Linked DNA regions of Mus musculus: regions 1 and 2 are each linked to region 3. A link is a contact called in public HiChIP or PLAC-seq data. All regions are on one chromosome and are shown on one strand. Each heading gives the region's core, a stretch centred on a gene start, on an enhancer-like site or on the middle of the called end of the contact. The rest is flanking DNA. Distances are from core to core; before and after follow the strand shown.

Region 1 (3,971 bases), core at 674-3,173, 210 kb before region 3:
GGGTGGTTCTACTCTGTACTTTTCAGGCAGGAGATCCCTCTTAGGCCACCGGCCTTCACCTCTATGCTCTGATTTTGTTTGTGACACCACACCAGCCATGTTCCAAATCAAACACCACTTCAACCGCACCACTAACACCAACCTTGAAAAAACGCAGCCTGCCATGCATGGTTCAGGGCCCCAGGGATCAGCACCACACAGCATCCAGAACAGCATAAGGCCATGGGACTGAGGCAAGTAACGAATGCAGACATGATGTTCATCCAAAGAAGAAGTGACCCTCGATCGGCTCCAGGACCAAGGCCAAGAGAGGTCTCACAGCAGGACCCAGGTTCTAAGCTGTGTGGTGCTTCCTCCCAGTTCATCAACAGTCTTACACAGTGCACACAGACAAAGCAAATGACGGTGGGGGGTCCATTTGTGACATCTAGGTAGGAGGTTACAAAGCCAGGCAAAGGTCAAGTCTACAATCCAATCACCCTGATGACCCAGGGAAGCTGTGTACATGTGAGCTCAGGCAGTGGCCACACCAGCAGTAGCTGGGAAGGTGGACTGAAGTCACTGGGGAGCTGGTGAAAAACACTGAGGCTCTATGACCCAACTGTCTTCTGCAAACACTCCCTATCATAGACCTACCATTGGGCTACCACTCAGAGGACCCCAGGGGTATGAAGGTACTGCACAGAACTTGAGCACAAACCTAACTCAAGACAGGGGGTACTATGTTGAACAAGCAGAGTGTGGCAGACCAAAGCTGGGGCCTGATGGCAAAACCCAACCAACAGTACCCACTTTAGACAAGACTCTCAAAAGCAACTTCACACTTGGTAAATTATACATCTCATTTACAACCTCAAAGGGCATTTTCTATTTCTAAAGATGAACAGAGGTTCTTAAAGTTTTAACTGGGGTATTACAAAAATTTAAAGTTTGTGTCCCCTTGTAGCTGAGCAGGATCACAACAAAGCCACAGTGAAGCCCAACACAGACACAAAGCTTCCTTCCATTCTCCCAGGAATGCCAGCCCCCTTCTAGCTCTTCCAGGGATTAAGGAGTTGAGGGCATCAGATGCAGGTTGTGCCGTCAAGCCAGTTCTTTTCACTCCACATGTCACAGACTGGACCCTATGCAACTCCTTAAAGACCCACGAGCAGCCAGGTAATGAAGACTCTGACCCCGGTATCTTCCATCCTTGGGAAGTAGCTGCTCAGAGTGGACAATGAAGGGCAGCCATGCAGACTGAGACTAAAGCTTTGACATGCAGAGTCCTGCTAAGAGTAACCAGAAGCCAAGATGAACAGTGCCCATATGCTAAGGCAGGCGTCTCAGGCAGCCAGCAGAGCCTGTGTGTGGCACACTGCACAATGACCTTGACAGCCTTGCCGAGAGCCCACACTTCAGACAAAGCAGAGTGACTTGCAGGGACAGCAGAGTGTCACTAAGCAAAGGAGTGGGTGTGGAAACAATCTCCCAGGCTCCTACCTGGGAGGCTCTGGTCACTACCTCAGAGCACTGAGAAGGCCACCCCTGAAATGGAGCCAAGGGTAGAACACAGGCAGTGCCCTACATTCAAAACGCGTCTTTCTAGAAACGGAGCCTTAATGGTGAAGGACACAAAATGGGCTGTGAACAGAAGACTAAAATTAGCACAGACCACGAACACACTCATCGTTTCCTTTATGATCAGTCTACACTAACACCAGTGTGAAGAGCGTCTGCAAACGTTGGAAGGGAAGCTTAGCTCTGCCCAGAAGGGCCCCGGACACTGAATGGACACTGCCAAAGGGTAGCGATTAGCCAAAGGCAGCCATTAGGGCCCCATTTGCCCAGTAAATAAACAGCCTGTTCCACACAGTTCTTCAGTGGTTAGAGAACCGCCACCCCCTCACACTGAAGACAGGAAGTTGTGGAGGATGGCCCACACCCATCTCCAGCTGCATGGCAACAGAGGCTGGGAAATGCCCCGCTCCCTTACCTCCTGAGGCCTCTCTACCAAAGCCAGGCACCTCTACCTTTCAAAGGCAACAACTTCCAACAGTGTCACTGGCAAGACCACGGTAATGCCAACAAGGGTGGAGCAAGGCTGAAGAACAGCCCTTCACAAAAAGCCTTTGCTTGCTAACCTTTGGCGTCTCACAGCGATTCCCTCTGCAGTGTAACTGCTTTTGATTAATTTTGTGATGGGTTTATTTGGGGTGAGGAGAGATGGTTCAAGTTTACAAAGGAGGAAACAAGAAAACAGAATCTGCCATCTGCTCCTGGCCAGCTTCAATGCTGTCACTCAAACCGGCTGAGCAGTCTCAGTGGCGGGGAGAAGAACAAGAGAGAGGAGCAGAGGTGGACAGCTCCCTATGCTGGGAACAGAAAGCAGCAAACCGTCCATGGCACAGACACAGCTAGGATTTACCCAAGAGAAAGAAACACAGGAGACGGAGCAGGCATGAGCTGGCAGCCAGCCTGCCTCCCACACTGCATTTCTCATGAGGTCAGAACACTCAATTCTGAAGTAGCATGAGCAGCAGCAGCTGGCTGTGGCCCAGACTGCACTCTCCAGAGCTGCTCTAACATGCACAGAGACCCTGGTGGTATGAACACTCACTATCTAATCTGAGGTAACTTACTCAAATCACAGTCAATTAGGCTTCCACTATGTAAGTAGTTGCTCACATGCAATAAAGTCGATGCTGTGCCCTGAAACTGTCTCCAGACTGGCTTATCTCTGCGCCCTTTACAGACCCACGGGCACTGTTGTCTTGTCAGGGACACCCTGGCACAGATGGCAATCTAGGAAGGCACATGATTGGGACATAGAACCCTTTGGAACCCAGCTTCAAGAGACAGCAGATTCTCTAGTTCTGGAGAACTGTGCGCCTGCTGGTACTCAGATCAGGCTAAACCACCTGCTGAAACTAGGGCTGCCACGAGGATAGCTTCCTCCTCAGCGGCATACAGCCCCACCCCACCTGCAAGGTGGCAGGAGTCGGAGTCAGGCACTGGAGAGCAATCCCAGCAGGGGTCTCACTCAATCACAGAGGAAACACAAAAGGCAGAGCAACAACCAAAGTAATCACTACAAGAAAATGCCCTCCTGGCAGAGACCCCAGGAGCACTGAGCACCTGCTGCTCTCCTGCAAGACTGCAGTAGTGCCCAGACCCAAAGCCAGCTCACTCCTATCTGTAACGCAGGCAGCAGGGAATCCTATGCCCTCTTCTGGCCTATATGTGAGCCGGCACACACATATGTATACCTGTATCCAGACACCCAGACAGAACGGACACAGAGACACACACAGACACAGACACACACAACTTGTGTGTGTGTGTGATGAAAAAAGCATCCATCACCATTGGCCGTTCTCTCCCAGGTCCCCCTTAAGTGCAAAGCCAGTCACACACATTTAGCTCAGGGAGGGTCTATTTTGCTTTCATCCTATTGGGAGTAAAAGACACCCTACTGGGACTGCAAAGCAGACACAACCCACACTGGAGGAAAAGACCCCAACAGCTCCTTTGGGGTGGGTCACTGCCATGCACTCAGTGCAGTCTGTTTACTTTTCAACTGGATGAAGCTGTGCTCAGAAGTGACTCTATGTGAGATGCCCTTAGGTAGCACACCTCTGAAGAGAGCTGTCACTTGGGGTAGTCACTGGCATGTGCCTTCTTGTAGGTACCTCTGCAGCAGCACATGTCTTTCAAGAGGCCAGTCTGCTCAAAATGAACAAAAACAAGCTACTGGCTGAAACCCTGTCATTTTTAAGTAAGCCTCCTCCTTGGGAAGAGGTGTGCTAGGCGGTGAGATGGCTTGGTGAGCAAAAGCACCCCTGCCAGCTGGTGACCCAGGTTCCATCCCCAAGACTTACGAGGTAGAAGGCGAGAACCGACTGATTCAGTGTCCTCTGACTTCATACGTGGTGAACACACAACACAACAACCAAATGTAATGCTTTCTCAAAGGAAACGGTGTGACCGTA
Region 2 (4,278 bases), core at 1,642-4,141, 140 kb before region 3:
CTCACGGCCCTGGGGGCAACACCAGCAGCCACTGCCTCTCAGCCCCTGTGCGACTGTGGCAAGGTCTCGGTTGCACTTAAGAAGGGGCTAGGAACCAGAGTTGGAAGCAGAGCTGGGCTTCTCTGGGGAGTCAGGAGGACCTCAGGCTCCTTGGTGCTGCGCTGCCCCTGACTCCAGCTTCTGGGAGTAATAGAGCAGGAGGAAGCGGTCCCCGAGGAGGTGTTGGTCACAGACACTTGCATGGGACAGGCAGGGCCAGACAACTGGAAAGGCTGCATGGGGGAGGGGACAGTGTCCCCAGGGATCATCCCAGAGAGTTGGGATGGAGAGGTGTGTGCTGAGGTCTAGAGGCTGGAGAAGGGGTTGGGTGGACAGAGGGGTTGACACGTGTTGATCCTTTACACAGAGCCCACTAGAGCCTTGTGCCTGCCAGGCTCTGGGCAAAGGAGAAAGAGGTTATAGGGGTAGGGAATATTCATGTGAGTGACATGGCCTAGCCCAGCTCCTTGCTTCCGGGAGACTACCACTCTGCCTGCGTGGAAGGTGACCTCAGCATGGAGGGTGACCAACAGGATCACAGGACAGGGAAATTTGATTTTGGAGAGCCAGGCCCAGGCTGGTCCCAAGCTCACAACCCTTCTACCTCGGCCTCCAAGGCGTTGAGTTGATACACCTGGCTCCTTCATACCTGTCTTGTATGCAGTTCAAGGAATTATTCATTTTTGTGTGTGTTTGTGTGCATGTGCACACATGTGCGTGCATGTATATATGCACACATGCATGCAATGCTTATGCTGTGTGTGTACACGCATGCATGTGTATATGTACGTGTATGTGCATTTGTGTGTTGAATGTGTATCTCCACACAGCATTTACCTCGGTTCTTGGGGAGCCAGCTGTGTGCAGTTCCAGTCGGCAGAGATATGCTGATGCTTGTCAGTCTTTGGGCATCAACATCTGTTCCCTCTCTGCTTGGCAACTGTCCTACCCTCTAGCTGGGGCTCCATGGGACAGCAAGCTGCCTGTGAGCCCAGCACACAGTAGGTCCAAAATGAGTGAGGAGCGCCTGGGGTCAGACTGGCTTGCCCCCCTTCACCCCCTGCTGCATCCTCTCGAAACCCCTCTGGTACTGGCACGCGAGGTCCCTCGTCTCCCATCTCTTCTTCCCATCTCTCTCCATCTCTTCTCATACGTCAGCTGCAGCATAACCTCCTCAGGGAAGGCTTCCCTGAGTACCAAGGCACAGCTGGGTCCCAGCAAGGCGTCCTAATCAGCCCCTAGTCTTTCCTACTGCTTAGACATGTCATGGACTTTCCAACACGCCCATAGAAGCCGGGATTGCTCTAGGTTTTGTTCAGGGTTCGAAAGTAATAGCTCATCCCCCTACCCTAGCTCTTAGCCCAAGATCGTTCAGCAGCACGTTGGCTTCCTACTGATTTGTGCTATTCAATGCACACAGGGGAAGGACAGTGAGGGAATGCCCAGCCGGGGATGGGCAACAGGCACCCAGGGAGATGTCTGAACACACAGGGCCCTGGGTAGCAGATTGGAGGAGGAAACACAAAGCCCTGGGGAAGCTGTGAGTGGGGTCTGGAGCTCAGGAGACAGCTCATATAAGGGGGGTGGCTCTTGTCCTGTGGTCCCGGGACCCTTTTGAAAGGTGAATGATTCCTTCACAAGGGCCATCTAAGACCATCAAAAAAATACAGGTATTTGCTTTATGATTCATACCAGTAGCAAAATTACAGTTATGAAGTAGCAACAAGAATAATGTTATGGTGGGGGGTCACCACCACATGAGGAACTGTGTTAAAGGGTCGCGGCATTAGGAAGGTTGAGAACCGCTGATGTAGATTCTTGAGAACAGAGGGCAGGGCGGTGTAGAGGCTTCAACACAGGGCCCAGTGTCTCCCTGAAGTCTGGTGTTGTCCAACTTCTGAGTCCTGGGCATTTGGGGATGGGGTGGGGACAGCCACATCTATCTGACCTACAAAATCCTGGGTCTCAACCTGGGACTGAGGCTGTCACCAGAAAGTTAAGGATGGGGACACGAGGCTAATGGGGGAAGGCAGCCCTCGCAGGGCCATTCTAGAGCTGGCACTGCCCAGTGGCCACTGAATCCCACAGAGAGTTCCTGGTCCCCGTACACAACACAAAACAACCTCCAAGACATTCTCACCAGGCAGCAGGGACTGGATGGGACAGACCCAGGCTCCATCAAACCCCTAGGTATTACCGAACTTGGGGCTCACAACCTTTGCCTCAACTTAGGTTCAGCCACCGGTCTCAGCCAGTTTTAAAGTAGAAAATAGAAAAAGAGCCTTATTCAGTGTGGTCATATCGGGAAGAGGGACAGAGAGATGTAGTGAGCTCCTGCCCAGCTCATTAATGTGAGGAAGATGGCTGTTGAAGGCACAGATGCTCAGTCACTTCCTGTGTGTCTTGTGTGGCCCTCAGAGCAAAGAGACAGATGTGCTGGTGACTGACGGCCATGAGGTGCTGGCACAGGGCTGGTGGGTGGAGGGATAGAGCAGCCACGGCTGCGGGCATAACCATCCCTGGGTAAACAAACAATTTTCCCTCAAGAAGAGGACCCAGAGAGAAAGAGCACTTTAGTGTGGCCAGCATACCCTCTTGCATTTTTTAATCGACTCCCAGAACTCCCCAGCCAGGAAGCTTTTGTTACACTTTCTTGGGAATATGTGAGGCTGGGATGGAAGATTCTGGAAATTTGCCCCACTGACCCAGGAATCTTGGGGCTTGCCACATCCTGGGAACTTGGGCAGAAGAGGTGAAGGCATTTCTCTAGGAAGCAGTCTGCAGTGGTCAGCACTCCGTTATCAGCCGGCCCTCTCCACAGCTTGGCGTGGGTCCCGCATTCCAGGAGCAAAAGGCCTGTCTGGCTTCCAGCTGGAACCGCCTGGGGGCGGATGGTACTGTGCAATGCACCCACCACATGGAAACGGGCCTGGCTGGGGGACAGACAGAGTATGACATCCTGGAAGTGTGTCCTATACCACCTTGGGATGGGCGGATGTGGCTGTTTACTTCAGAGATGGGCAAGGTAGGCGGTCCCCAGATGGAAACGTGGCTGAGGGGACAGAGGGCAAGTAAAAGACTTCCTAGCATGGGTGGGGGGGTCACACTTCTCCTAGAGCCCAGCAGACTCCCTGCCTCCCTAGGGTCACAGACACTGCCAGACACAACCCTGTTGGCAGGCTGGGCCCGATCTTTCTCCGCTGTTCTGGGCACAGGAAGAGGCATATTTGTCCTGGTGTCCTTTCCTAAATAGGGCCGTCAGTGAACACTCCATCACTACCAAGTGTCCCCCAGGGAGGCAGTGTCATCCTGGATGGCCCATGACATTGGGCCCAGGGTGGATTTGCTTTAATATTTTGCAATGGTCAGATGTGGATGTGCCATTCCCCACCATGGTTGCTGGGAGACAGTCAAATTTCTGTATCTGGCACAAGCCCACAGCCAGGTTCTCTGATTCCTAGACAGGAGGCAAGGGATGGGGTGCAAGTTCATGCGTGGACACCAATACCCTTGATGTAAACTCACTTCCCAGGTGGAAGTCCTGGCCCTGGGGTGTCTGCTGGCTAGGGACTGACTCCCAGACAGTGCCTCAGTGGGTGTCTGTGAAATGGGAGGAGCCACTGCAGGTGTGTCCAGGCTGGACTCTCACACTAGATTCTAACACTACATTCTTATGATGCCTAAGGCAAAAATGAAGATTGGGGACAGTACTGCCTGGCCCTTAAGAGACATGGTCTTCTCAGAGTATGAATCCCAGAAGGGCTTCTTGTGGTCTCACTGGCTAGAGCCAGGTCGCAGGAGATGACTGGCAAGCTCTTCCCTTCATCAGACACACAGCTCCAGGCTCTGCCCAGAGCTCCCCAAGTCTGCCACTTGTCACTATCTAAGATGGACATCTAAGTGTGAAGCCCAGAGAAGACTGTTCGCTAGCCCTGGTGATGCAGCTGGTATGGAAGACCTGGACTCCAGGGCTGGTTCCTGAGGGATTTGCACGCAGCACCCCTAGATGAGTTGCTGAGCATAGACTTACACGCTCTAGTGTGTCTCTGTCTATGCAGGACCAGATCCCCAGAGAAAACAGGCTGAGTCAGTCACAAGCATTGTTTGGGCACATAGACAAAGAAGTCATTTCTTGTTAATCTGTAAGTCAAATCCAGCTGTATCCTGTCTCCTTCTTCTTCTCCTCCCCTGCTTGGCTCTCCCCTCCTTTCTAGTTCTCTCTCTCTCTCTCTCTCTCTC
Region 3 (3,861 bases), core at 999-3,498:
AGTCAGGTTTCCCATCTGTACAGGGGCCTAGGGGCCCAAGACACAGGTGTCCGCTGAAGGCAGGAGCCCAGGCCCTTCCTCTTCCCAGCATCCCAGGCGGCAAGCAGGACATCACCAACCTAGCCAAGGGCAATAATCAGGAGCAGGTGTGAGGTTCCTCCAGGGCCCCAGCTCCACAGTCCCCCAAGTGAGCAGGGCAGCTAAACCGGTCAGTCCTGAGCAAGGTAGCTCCTTGCACACCAGCAGGCTGTGTGTCCCCAGGCAAGCCTCTTAACCTCTCTGGGCCTCCATCTCTCTTCAGGGAGATAATTGTGCCTCCCACTCAAGGGATTGGTTGGTGAGAATACAACCCAGTGCCTCACGCCTGTCAAATGAATACCTTCCATACGAGAGGCGAGGCGTACTCTGGGAGGTGAGAAGAAAGAGCCGACAGAAGCAAGATGGTGTCCCAGAGGACTAGGGAGGACCCCAGTCCACCACCCATCTGCAGAGGAGAACCTGACCGGCCAGGTCCTCATCGTGAGTGGGAACCTGGCATCAGACACAGGAACAGTCACGTGGGCAAAGGACACAGCCCAGGCGAGTGGCAGGCATGTCTAATCTTTGTGAGCCCTCAGCAAGACCCCCTCATCGCTCACCTTAGAGCTCTCGTCTGCCTCTCACCCAGCGACTACCTTCTGTCACCCGCCGCCCTGTGACAAGCCTTGCTAGTTATTTGTCTCCCTGCCAAGGCCTCAGGCAGCCAGAACAATGTCTGTCCTGTTTCCTCCTGCGGCCCCAGAACCCAGCATGGCACCTGGCACCCTACAGAGGTTCCATCTCCCTGTGCCTCAGTTTCCTTTTTGGGAAAAGCACAGCATAGCAGCACCCACCCCCTAGGCTTGCTTCAAGGAGCCAGCAAGGTGCTCTCCGGAATGTGCAGAGAATGGCCTAAGAGCCACTCACAATGGCCTGTAAAAGAAAAACTACCAGCAAATGCGACTCGGCCACTCTGCGGAGCCATGGCAGTCACAGCGAGGTGGAGCGGTGCTTGCACAAGATGCCCACATCACAGTGATATCTCCACTAAGTGATGTCCCCACTAGGTTTTGGTTTTTGCCTGTTCCCAACAGCATACCCTGATAAATTCTCCACCCACAGACAGTCAACAGAAAGCACACCTCACCCCTCTGTCCCAGCGAAAGCGCGCAGCCTGCCTGCCTGGCTCCTGAGGAGCTGGAGGTGGGCATGAGACTTTAAGTTTCCTGTCTTCTATTTTCTGATCCACCTGGGAGCAGGGCCAGCTGCCGTGATGACATTTCTAAACCCGACTGAGCAGAGGTAGAATTCTAACGGAGTGTGTGTATGCACATGTGTGTGTGTGTGTGTGTGTGTGTGTGAGAGAGAGAGAGAGAGAGCATGTGCATGCATGTATATAAGTATGTGTATATGTGTGCGCGAATATCTATCTGTGTGTCTATGTGTACATGTATGTGTGTCCACATGTATATGTATGTGTGTACATGTGTGTGTATATGGGTGTGTGCACATGCCTGTGTGCATGCATGCATGCATACATGTGAACAACCTCAATATAGGTCCTTTCTTCCACCTTGTTATTCCCAGCTGCTTAGCCCAGGCTAGCTGCTTAGCCCAGGCTAGCTGCCCACCAGCTTCCAGGGTTCTCCTGTAGGAACACAGGAACTGTAGGTATTCTCACCACACATGGCTTTGACATGGGTTCTAGGGATTCAAATTTAGGTCCTTGGGCCTGCCTGGCAAGCATTTTACCCACTGAGCCATCTCCCACACCCTGGAACAATAGCTAGAGACTCCATGAGACTGGATGTATAGCTCTACAGACCTGTGTGTCCTAGAACCCTTGATCTAGGGTCTGGAAACACCTGAGCATTTGGTTCGGAAGGTTCTGCCTTTTGGGTTGTAGGTCTCATAATCTGGGGTTCCTGGCAGTAGGGCCCTGGCTCAGCAAACTTTCAAGGCCTAGGATCTGTGGCTCTGCAGGTCCAGACATTGCCATCTACAGACCCAGACCTCAGAGCTCTCCTTCCCAGAAGCTGACGGCTGGGACTGAGAAAGGGGAAAACCCAGCTGGTCCCACATTCACATCAACGCCAAGCCGGGCAGGTGTCAAACAGCACAGACCTGGCACACGCTCCGGAGTGACACCAAAGCTGGCCGTTCCTGGGGTGCCCAGGCCCATCTCTGGCCAGAGGGTGAGGGGAGGACCTGCCGCCCCCGCCCCCGCCCTGCCCATAGAGTAATCTCATGAGTCACTCCCACCTCATGACCCGCCTGCCTGAGCCGCATAGAGGCCTGTAATTACAGCCACCGCCTCCTCCCAGGTGGGGTCTTATCAGCCCATCACCAGAGCAGGTAGGGAGGAGGGTGCCCGGAGGGGCCTGGCCTCACTATCATGGGATGGGGGCAGCCAGCTCCAGGTGGGCTTTTGGGCCCTCAGAACTCCACTTTCTGTCCAAAACTGAGCCCCACCCTTCCTGGTCTCTATTAAGCTGCTTTTCCATGGATGCCCCCCGCGGCCCAGCCAGGGTACCACAGAGGCCCTCAGGCTTAGTACAGCAATGCCTAGCTGGAGCTGTCAGTCAAACCTCGAAACAGAAGCAAAGAGGAGATGCTGGAGAAAAATTAGGCTCAGAAAGTTCTAGGAGGGAGGTGGAGCAGCCACGGCAAGGTCCCCTTACTACCTCGGGCCCTGGAGGAAGGGACTCTCTACTCTCATTCCACAGATGAGGATAATAGATTTGAGGCTCCTGAGCAGCTGAGGGTCTGGGCAAGGCAGGAGGGATGCAGACAACATGGAAGAAGCCCGCTTTCCCAGCTGGAGGTCTCAGGAGCCACTAGCAATAAAAACATCAGGTAGGAGGCCAGGACACAGGCCAGGAGGAGTATCCGGTTACCTTCAGACCTGTGGGTTCAAACCTCAGCCTGACCCTCTGTGCCTCAATTTCCCCAACTGCAAACAGCAGTGCCAGACTCTTCTGGGTCCTATGTGGGTGTGACAGAGCGTGAGGACAGAGGCTCTATTGCTTCCTCCTGTCATTGGCGGGTCCCTCCTTCCCGGGAGCAGGGCAGGTGGGAGGCTGGGTGTGTCTCAGCTCAGCTAGGGAAGACTTGTACCCCGTCACCACCACCACCACCACCACCCCCGGCCCACGCAGGCCTTAGGGAGGCTGCAGCTGGTCCCAGGCTCATCTGCCCTGAGCCAGGTCCTTAGGAAGAGCACCCCCAGCCCCGATGCCAAAGCCAGCCCAGCTCAAGGTCTGGGTGCAGAGTGATTGATAATAATATCTTCTCTCAGAGCATTCCCTCCCCCAGACCTGCTCAACCAGTCTCCCTAAGGTGCTGGGAAGCCTGACACCTGAACCTTCTATTATCGTCGAGAGAGAGAGAGAGAGAGAGAGAGAGAGAGAGAGACAGAGAGAGAGAGAGAGAGGGGCAAGCAGGGAGCCTGGCTATGTCTGAAGCATTGAGGAGAACCATGATGGCCCACGGGTTCCTTTCATTCCCTGTATCCTGAGCCAGGAGTCCAAGTTCCTGAGCCAAGGACTCTCTGTCCCTTTCCTGATGTGTGCGTGTGTGTGTGTGTGTGTGTGTGTGTGTGTGTGTGTGTGAGAGAGAGAGAGAGAGAGAGAGAGAGAGAATGAGGATAGGAGTGTAGAGTGCGTATGAGTCTAACTCAAGGTCTGTTTTTGCATCCTAACTCTGCCCCTCACTTGCTGTGTGACCTTGGACAAGTCACTCCACCTCTCTGAACTTCTCTTTTCCTGACTGCCAGGAAATTATGGATTCACAGTCAGTAGAATTTGAAAGTCCCAGCTAGGACCCACAGGGACACACCGGGAT

What was found. HiChIP or PLAC-seq counts read pairs in DNA pulled down with a chosen protein or histone mark.
Region 1: a contact with region 3 is called in a FOXA1 HiChIP or PLAC-seq map of pancreatic cancer cells. The contact joins two enhancer-like sites. A contact is called at or near these places in 3 of 115 datasets of contacts at active chromatin or transcription factors (bone marrow-derived macrophages, pancreatic cancer cells and stem cell-derived neural progenitor cells) and 2 of 9 other capture datasets (adipose tissue and liver).
Region 2: a contact with region 3 is called in an HNF4G HiChIP or PLAC-seq map of pancreatic cancer cells. The contact joins two enhancer-like sites. A contact is called at or near these places in 8 of 484 Hi-C or Micro-C datasets (the G1E-ER4 cell line, Sertoli cells, bone marrow-derived macrophages and 4 more) and 3 of 115 datasets of contacts at active chromatin or transcription factors (the HPC-7 cell line, cardiomyocytes and pancreatic cancer cells).

Annotation. Positions count from the first base shown.
Region 1 is chr2:167,940,898-167,944,868 of GRCm38.p6, reverse strand. The region is part of intron 1 of Ptpn1 (protein tyrosine phosphatase, non-receptor type 1); the gene reads right to left. Among named protein-coding and RNA genes, the nearest start is that of Ptpn1, 11 kb to the right of the region's middle. Within about 2 kb of position 1,923, at least 281 of the 459 cell types and tissues checked have an H3K27ac peak or open chromatin away from gene starts, as enhancers often do. A contact at or near this core is called in pancreatic cancer cells, where this site is marked.
Region 2 is chr2:167,865,579-167,869,856 of GRCm38.p6, reverse strand. It overlaps Gm32845 (a long non-coding RNA gene), which reads right to left. Exons shown (of 8, transcript XR_375289.3): 8 at 1,876-2,972. The region is part of intron 1 of Gm33033 (a long non-coding RNA gene); the gene reads left to right. Among named protein-coding and RNA genes, the nearest start is that of Gm32928, 5.4 kb to the left of the region's middle. Within about 2 kb of position 2,891, at least 68 of the 459 cell types and tissues checked have an H3K27ac peak or open chromatin away from gene starts, as enhancers often do. A contact at or near this core is called in pancreatic cancer cells, where this site is marked.
Region 3 is chr2:167,729,703-167,733,563 of GRCm38.p6, reverse strand. It overlaps Gm38464 (a long non-coding RNA gene), which reads right to left. Exons shown (of 3, transcript XR_375268.2): 3 at 1-119. Among named protein-coding and RNA genes, the nearest start is that of Gm38464, 6.4 kb to the right of the region's middle. Within about 2 kb of position 2,248, at least 27 of the 459 cell types and tissues checked have an H3K27ac peak or open chromatin away from gene starts, as enhancers often do. A contact at or near this core is called in pancreatic cancer cells, where this site is marked.